Linked DNA regions of Mus musculus: region 2 is linked to region 1. The links are chromatin contacts, called in public HiChIP or PLAC-seq maps. All regions are on one chromosome and are shown on one strand. Each heading gives the region's core, a stretch centred on a gene start, on an enhancer-like site or on the middle of the called end of the contact. The rest is flanking DNA. Distances are from core to core; before and after follow the strand shown.

What was found. HiChIP or PLAC-seq counts read pairs in DNA pulled down with a chosen protein or histone mark.
Region 2: an H3K27ac HiChIP or PLAC-seq map of embryonic stem cells shows a contact between it and region 1, with 5 times the contacts expected there. The contact joins the enhancer-like site here to the promoter of Ppp4r1 in region 1. A contact is called at or near these places in 3 of 39 promoter capture datasets (cranial neural crest, hippocampal neurons and liver), 1 of 484 Hi-C or Micro-C datasets (embryonic stem cells), 7 of 115 datasets of contacts at active chromatin or transcription factors (embryonic stem cells, epiblast stem cells and extraembryonic endoderm stem cells) and 1 of 9 other capture datasets (embryonic stem cells).

The regions. Positions count from the first base shown.
Region 1 is chr17:65,780,557-65,784,822 of GRCm38.p6, reverse strand. It overlaps Ppp4r1 (protein phosphatase 4, regulatory subunit 1), which reads right to left and starts at 1,468. Exons shown (of 20, transcript NM_001114131.1): 1 at 1,374-1,468; 2 at 1,155-1,199. The coding sequence starts at 1,380.
Region 2 is chr17:66,484,285-66,488,344 of GRCm38.p6, reverse strand. No RefSeq gene overlaps it. Among named protein-coding and RNA genes, the nearest start is that of Gm41608, 20 kb to the left of the region's middle. Within about 2 kb of position 2,419, at least 37 of the 459 cell types and tissues checked have an H3K27ac peak or open chromatin away from gene starts, as enhancers often do. A contact at or near this core is called in embryonic stem cells, epiblast stem cells and extraembryonic endoderm stem cells, where this site is marked.

The DNA.
Region 1 (4,266 bases), core at 219-2,718:
ATCAACAGAAGTGCTGACTAAGGCACTTTCTCAAGGCAACACCTCCCATTGCTCAGAACAGGAATTTAAGTGGAGTAAAGAAAATCCTATCAGACAATGCTACTGACTATCTGCATAGCATTTGTAAGAGCAATTTTCGCGAAGGCATCTCTGGATTACCGGAACAGGTATGAAATCACACTCCCCAGTCCAGGCAGGCTCTCTCCCCTCACCAGACAGCTCTTGTATCACAGCAACCAGCTCAACTCTGCATATTTCTTGGTTTCAGATCTCCCATGAACTACACTTAATAACATTTTGTGCACACTTTATTCCTAAAATGCATTTTCCACCAGTCACTCTATCTGCAAACATTAACACGAGTAGAAAGCATTTCTACTTAAGTGTAATTCACAACTTCTTCCCATATAAAGTTAGCTAAGTCATAGTCTTTTCTGTCTCCAACCACCATTATTTTCTGAAGCTTAGAAAAACACAAAACACACTCAAAATGAAAGATATCTTTCTAAATAACTCATTTCCTTCACCACATGGAAACAATGTCCACAAGCTGACTGGGTTTTGTTTTTTGTTTTTTAATGTACAAAAAGAGTCAACTCTTTAAAAACTTTAATATCTCAACGGAAACCTGCAATTTTAGCATTTAAGTACCAGAATGAGCTTTGAACACTCCCAATTTTAAAAAGCTGCTCTCTGAACCTAGTCACTGCATCCTGCCAAGGTCACACCTACTAACCTCCCCGAAAATCGGAAATCAAATGTGTGAGTGAGTGGTGGTGGTGGGGACCCGAAACGGCTCAGAGGTCAAGTACAACACAGGTATGTAACCAGCACACACTAGGGCGAGGGAACCCCCGAGGGCGGGCCGAGCACCGCACGCCGCACAGCCCCCCGAGCCTTGCGGAAACACCTCCCGGCACCCGCCGCCTCCTTCATCGGGGCGAGGGTGCGGAAGACACTCAGGAAAAACACACCCATGTCCCCTCTCCGGCCTCCGCCCCACGGGCTTCTGCTTCCCCAACAGCCGCCCCGCGGCCCGAGCCTGCGGGCGGCGGCCGAGGTCCGACCACGCGGGTGCTCCCCAGCGCGGCGGGGTCCCGAGTCCGCCCGCTCGCCCGCCGCCCTCCGGGGCTGCCAGGCCACCCGCCACTCACGTCCGTCCGCGTCCTCCGGCAGGTCCTCCTGGAGCAGGGAGAGGTCTGCGCCGGGGGAGAGAAGAAAGGCCGGGTCAGCGTCCCGGGCCGGCGCCGCGCCCCAGCCGCCCGCCGCCCGCCCGGCGGCGCCTCCCCGCGCCGGCCTCTCCCGGGCACTGCCGAGCGCGGGGAGCCGCCGCCGTCGCCGCCGCCGCCGCCCGGGGAACTGGGGCCACGTACCCGCCATCTTGTGCTCGCCCCCGCCTCCTCGTCTCCCGGGATCCCGCTCCGCGAGCCGCTCAAGTAGAGAGCCGGTGGGCGCGCGCGGGCCGGCGGGGGCGCGCGCGGGGCGGGCCGAGGCCCGGGCCTGCGGCGGCGGCTCCCGTACGCCCGCCCGCCCGCGCGCCGCCCGCCGCCCGCTGCCCGCCGCCCGCCTCCCGCGCCCGGCCGGCCCGGCCCCGAGGCGCGCTCCCACCCGTGGCTAGAGGCGCCCTGGCGCCGAGCGTGCGGAGCGCGGCACGAGCTGCCCGCCGGGGGACCTGCGGCGTGTGCCCGAGCCGGGCGGGCGGGGTCCCCGCGGCCCGCAGCTCTGTTGGGTCACCGGCCTCGCCCACCGCTGGCCGCCGCCCGCTCCGCCGCGCGCCGCTCGTCGCCCGCGCCCCTCCCAGACCTGCTCGTGCGTCGCCGGCGGTCCGCGGCCGAGCCTCCCGCCTCCGAGTGGAGGAAGCGCCGCCTCCGCCCGCGCGCCCAGGCCTCGCGAGTGACTGAACAAAGCCCAGGCCCCGGGCCGGACGACGGTTTGAATGACAAAAGTTCCGCCGGCCCAGCCGGCCTGCCTTCCCGTGCGGCGCGGCACGTTAAAGCCCCGGCACCGGCTTCCGAGCCCGCGCGCTCCCCTGGCGCCCGCCCGAGCTGACCCTGAGCGGCCCGGGCGCGCGGGCCAGGCCGAGTCCAGTCACTCCGCGGTTCTTAGCCTTGTGACCGCAGGGAGGATCGCCGAGGATACCTGCCCCCTCCGCCTCTCCGGGGAATGGCAGACTGTCAGGAATCCAGCACCGTGCTTGCTACCTCGGGAGTCCGGTCGCCGGGTGCCTGGGATTGGCAGCGCTTTTCTCGAGTGAACTATCACACATCTTACTGGTCCCTTTGTTTGAAGAGAGTTAAACGGTTCTTGTAGGTTCCCCAGGCAAAGTAGGGCAAAATCCAGATTTTTCTGACTCCAGTTCGCCGTCCCATTTCTGTGAGTCTTAGGTCTAAATCCAACATCAGTGAGGTCTCCAGAATGGTCGCCCGTAAAATGAGTCTCATACATGATGCCCGTTTTTGAGTCTGATATGAAAAAAGGAGGATTTTAAAGGTTCAGCTTGTTCCTTTCTGCACCATAGTCCTAATTCAAGGCAACATATTGGCATTTTAAAACACGGGGAATCAGAACAAGTTGTAGGTGGTCTTTGGCTACTTTGTGTGTTCTTTCTTCCACCCCTCTTCTTTCACCCTTTCAACTCCCTAATACTAAAAAAGGGTAGGGGTGGAAGGGGCCATCATTATATATTGGACTACTTCCTGCTGATGAGGGTTGATGAGCTTCTTGGAGCAAGCTTGATCTTCGTAGTCAGGTATATCTAATTTCTTCTTCCTGTTTCTTTACTCACAACTACTTAACAAACAGCAACCAATCTCTCCCGCCCTAGTATTTACATACCCTCTGGAAAGTCTCCGGAATCCCAAATGGCAGAAACTATTTGTAGCTGGCAAATTCACACCCCTGCTAGAGCATGAGGCAACTCACTGTCAGCTTCTGTGGACAATATGAAGCAGCCCCATATCTCACACCTGGGATTAGAACAAAAACAAATTCCCATAAAAATTTTCTGTGTTTTTCAACAAAACCAAATTCTCACTACACTCAGTCATCAGATCCTCTTAAGCACAAGTAATCGCATCTGCTCAGGGAAATGAGTTAGCCACCGTTTCCCCAACATCTCTCCCTGTTGCATATTACTTAACATAAAACACAGATTGTATAATATAAATTGAAATTCTAAGAGATTAAAACAATCAAATAGATCCTATAGCTCCAAAACCTGTCTAATTTCTCAAATACACGATAATTAAATACCAAACTTCCACATGCATTTTTCTTTGAAGAATTTTTTTTTTTTTTTTAAAGACAGCCTCTTGCTGGTCTGAAAGTCACTAAATCTAGCTTGCTAGAAAGCCCCAGGAGCCCACGTAGTGGTAGTGCACTCAATCCCCAGTACTCAGGAGGCAGGTGGATCTCTGAGTTTGAGGCCAGTGTGGTCTGCAAAGCAAATTCCAGGACAGCCAAAGCTACACAAAATCTAGAAAAGCAAAAAAACAAAAAACAACAAAGTAACAAGGACTTGCCCCCTGACCACTAGGATTGTACACAAATTTGGGGGATTAAATTTATGACCTCATAAGGCAAGGCAAACACATCAACTGAGCTGTCTCCTCAGACCCTGATTTCTTTCTGGGCCTGTTTTTTTTTTTTTTTTTTGGCAGGGACTCAACATATTGCTTTGGCTGGCCTCAAGCTCAGGGTTGGCCTTCCTCTGTCTCAAAGTACTTGGGATTAAAGGCACATGTCACCATGCCTGGCTCTTCTTTTTAAAAGTCTTATTAGTGTATATTCATTATAAAAATTGGTATGGCATTTTCATAAATATGTATGATATACTTTGCTCCTGTCGTCGTATTAACTGTTTTATTTAATCTGAAGGTGAGAAGTGCGTGATAAAAATTCTTTTTCAAACAATCTCTTAGGATTTACTTCTGTTCACTTCTGTGCTTGGGACCAGGTTCCCAGGCTGTCCACTATCGAAGCCATGCCCAAGTAACGGAGGAGTTGCCATCCCTTACTTAAGGCCTCCTCTATGCATTTTTAATTGAGGGAAGGCGAATGTTGAAGTTATTCTCATCCTTCAAACATTTTCCTTAATCCACTCAACGACTAGAGCCTGTTAAATCTCCAAGTCAATGGGGGCATTCCCCAATAGGAAATCTTAGCCCTTTCTTTGGGTTTTCATACCTTAGTTTTGTTTTTAAAAAAAAAAAAAACTCGATCCCTTTTTATTTACCTCAACTGAAGATATGTTTTCTCACACCAAGA
Region 2 (4,060 bases), core at 1,170-3,669, 700 kb before region 1:
TTCTAACAACAGAATGGATTGTATACACGGGAGATATATTATACATACACACACATATGCATTGCATGTACACATACAATGTGTTTCTGAGAGTGGAAAACTCAGAGCCTGGCTGGGGCTCAGGGTAGAGTTAGGGTCCCACTGACCCCAGCTAGCAGCATAGTGTTCTCAGAGAGCAAGGAAGGGAGTCTAAATCTGTCCCAGTTTCTCTTCTGAGGACTTGGAGTTAGGCAGAAAATGTGCTAGGAGAGGCCCCAAGTTGGGGTGAGGAGCGAACAGGAAGCAGGCATAATAAGTGGGTGAGGAGATGTTCCCTTGCTTCAGGCCAGTAGCTGTCACCAGGAGCTCAGGACCAGCCTGCCCTGGAAGTGTCCTGGTATTCTGTTTTGTTTGGATTAATCAATTGCAGAATCAGGCACGTTGGTTGTTGGTTTTTGGTTTTTGGTTTCGGGTTTTTTTTTTTAAGAACACAAAGTATGGATTTTATAGTTTTGGTTTTTTTTTCTCAGTGACTCTTCCTGAGCCCCCAGTAAGATCCAGACCTCAGAGGCTGCCCCTACAGCCTCTCCCAGTAGCTCAGCCCACAGATAAGCCTTATTACTTCACACAGATAAAACCTAAAGTCTGAGCCGGGCGTGGTGGTACATGCCTTTAATCCCAGCACTCTAGAGGCAGAGGCAGGCGGTCTACAAAGTGAGTTCCAGGACAGCCAGGGCTACACAGAGAAACCCTGTCTCGAAAAACAAAAGCAAAAACAAACAAACAAAAAAAAACCTAAAGTTTGTCAGATTACTGATGCCGTAGTGGCCACTGTGCTAATAAGCCATAATCCCCCCATTCCATGCAAGTCTCTTCTAGATTATAGGAGTTTAGAGTTGATATCGTTCTAGGTCTGTCTTATGATAGTCATGGGCATGCATCAGAGCTGACATCAGTTTTCTACACTGTCAACACTGGTACCTATTGTATGAATACTCTGTCCGTTTGATAATTATGTTGGTGATATGTAGTGTCATTGCAACGGTTATACTGTAACAAAAATAATGATCAAACATCTAGCTGAATAGTAAGGTTAATTAGGTTGTTTAAATATTTAAATGGCGCATACCTTTAATCCCAGCACTTGGAAGGCAGATGCAGGAGAATTTCTGAGTTTGAGGCCAGCCTGGTCTACAAAGTGAGTTCCAGGAGAGCCAGGGCTATACAGAGAAACCCTGTCTCAAACAAAACAAAACAAAACAAACAAAAAAAAAACAAAATAAATAAATAAATAAATGGGATCTTATAATTTGATTTATCATTTAAATAATTAAACGACTGTTTAAATGATGAAATAAGTATAGTTATTATTTATACGAATATATTTTATTAACTTGTGCTGCTTCTTTTCATTCTTTTCCCCATTCTGATAAATAGATGGTGGCACGTCACCCTGCTTTCTGTTGTAGCTGTTGTTGTTTTGTGATGCGGGAGCTTCCTGGAGGTTAAGCAAGCACTATACTACTGAACTGTACTCCCAGCAATCACTGTGGTCTTGGTGCGTTTTCTCCAGTCGCTTGCTTTTGTCTTGTTGATTCGTTGATCTGTCTTTACATATGTTAGGTACTCTTCTGAAGTATTGCCATTGAGCTGTGAACATTAACATGTGATGTGGGACCTGATGTCTGTGCAGATAGAGTCTTGAAAAAGAGGAACCCTTACTTGGTGGCAGCTGGTAGGAGCCGGAAGAGAACAGAAGATGTCAGCACTAAGGTAACATGGGCATAAATTAAGTCTATCCAAAGAAGGACAGGCTCTGAGCTTTATTAAAAACCTACCACATTTAAGGGCTTGCTGAAAATGAACTCCATGGACGTCAGCAGGTTGTCCAGCTGTGCCACCGCTCTGTTTGGTCTCAAATGAATTTACAGAGAAGGGAAATGGACCACTCTTCCTCAGAGCACCCCAGGTTTGTGAGTGGTGCTTCCCCTCTGCCTGCGTGTGCAGCCTCTAGACAACCATCCCAGGACGAGAGTCAAGGACAGAGCAATTTCTCCCTGGGTGGTGCCTGGTCGGCCTCTCTCTAAATTGGGGGAGAGGGGATGGCTGAAAGGCAGATGTCCTGAGTCCTGGCACACCCAACCCAGCACCAGGTCGGCCTGCTCCGGGCCCTCAAATGCTTCTCTGTATTTTGTGTCCTGACATCATTGAGATGATTCGTTGCCATTGGCATTAAACCCATGCTCACATTCCAGGAAAGGTCTGATTTCATAGGGAGAAAGTCTCAATGGAAGCGACACAGGATCCCCCAGCGCCCGCAGTCCTAGATCGGAGACTATCAGGTGCCCTGCCTGCGGGAGCAACAAACTGTGACTTCTTTCGAACACAAGCCTGGCTTTGTTACCGCCGAGGTCACCCCTTGCACTGCCCCAGACTTCCTGCAGAGGGAGCCCACTTGAGCCGGTTTGCCTTTCTCTCTTTGGCTGAAAGGATCCAGGTTGCCTGCGCCCGTCTTAGACATAGGATTTTAAAGTCACCCATGAAACAATTCCCTCAGCACCCTACAGCCTGTTTTAAGGTCCAAGAGCTTGTCCCCTTCAGATCCTTGTAGTTTCTTTTCCTTGTCTGCACCGCTGTGCATCATCACAATACAGTAGTAGTTTTTTTAAGGCAAAAAAAAAACGACATCCTTGCATCTCACTCAGCAGCTGCAGGGAAACAAGGACAGAAACAAGCAGTTTAATAGAATCCAGTGTAAGTTAGCTAGGGCATCTTAACCTCGTGTTCCTAAAACACACTTATGTAATTTTCCACAGGGTTCTCTACCCAGGGCATCCAATTCTGGTTAATTTGAAATAGCCTCAGCAAGAATACAAGACGGAAGAACCTCTGTATTGGCTTGCCCTGTCTTATCCATTGTCAAAGTTTATGATTTTATAACGTTAAGGGTTCATGATTCGCTGAAGAATGATATGGTGGACTCAAATAGTATGCAAGCACAAAGAATGTTTTATTCTGCACAAGTCCAGCATGCTGGGGTCTCCCATCACCAAGATAGACAACCAAGTGAGCTCTCAGTCCTGATTTTAAAGCACATTAGGGGATGACAGGGTTAGGTGATCTTTATCTTGCTCCATCTCTAGGGACATTCCATTACTGGGACGTGGGGGCTGGAAACTCTTTAACCCATTGTCCTTGCCTCAAGCCAGGTGGTGGGGCAGCTTCTGAGACCTGGGACTTGCCTGGACTTGCCTAGTTCGTGGAAACAAGAGATTTAGGCCTGAACTTCCAATTTGAAGAATTATTGTCACATCTTGCTGTTCAACTCTAGGACCCCCTGTCCCAGGGAAGCTTCCTGTGGAACCCTGTGGGATTTCTGACTCCAGTGCATCTTTAGAAGCCCATTTGCACACTACAGACATGTCCCAGTTCTTTACAGAGCACTTGGTGACAAAGTCACTGGGGCACACAGGATAGTGGTTAAGCTTGCAAAGGGGCTGCCTCAGCTACCAAACTGTGCTAACGCGTGATCAGTAGCATGGAATTGAGATGGCATTCCAGAGGCCGGATGGACATGCTGGCCCTTACGGTGCTCATGATGCTGGTGAGAATAACCAGGCTAAAGTGGGACTCATTTCCTCCACACCTAGAACCAAAGTGCATCTGCCTCAGGGATATGAATGGTACAGCTAGTGACCCAGAGCCTCCACAGATAGGGGCCAAGAGACATTCGATGACAGCAGCCAGTTTTCATTTCAGCTGTGACTTGCCACATACTATGAATCTAGGGAATTTACAGAATTATAATCTACGGCTTATAGAAACTTTGCTGCTTCTTGTCTACAAGATGAGTTCAAGGGCAGAGCATGGCTGTTAAAGCTCCTGAGATAATCAATGGCAGAAATATTCTGATTTTTCTCATTAGAAGCCACAAAAGAACAACCCGCTTCCCAGGAGATGAGCTGATGGTAAGATCAACCTGCAGAGTAGCCTGGCTCATGCTGGCCTCCAGTCACCTGAGTTTCCAAGGATTTCATGTTGGACATTCGGGTCTTCCTAGATGACTCAGTGTCTCAGGGAT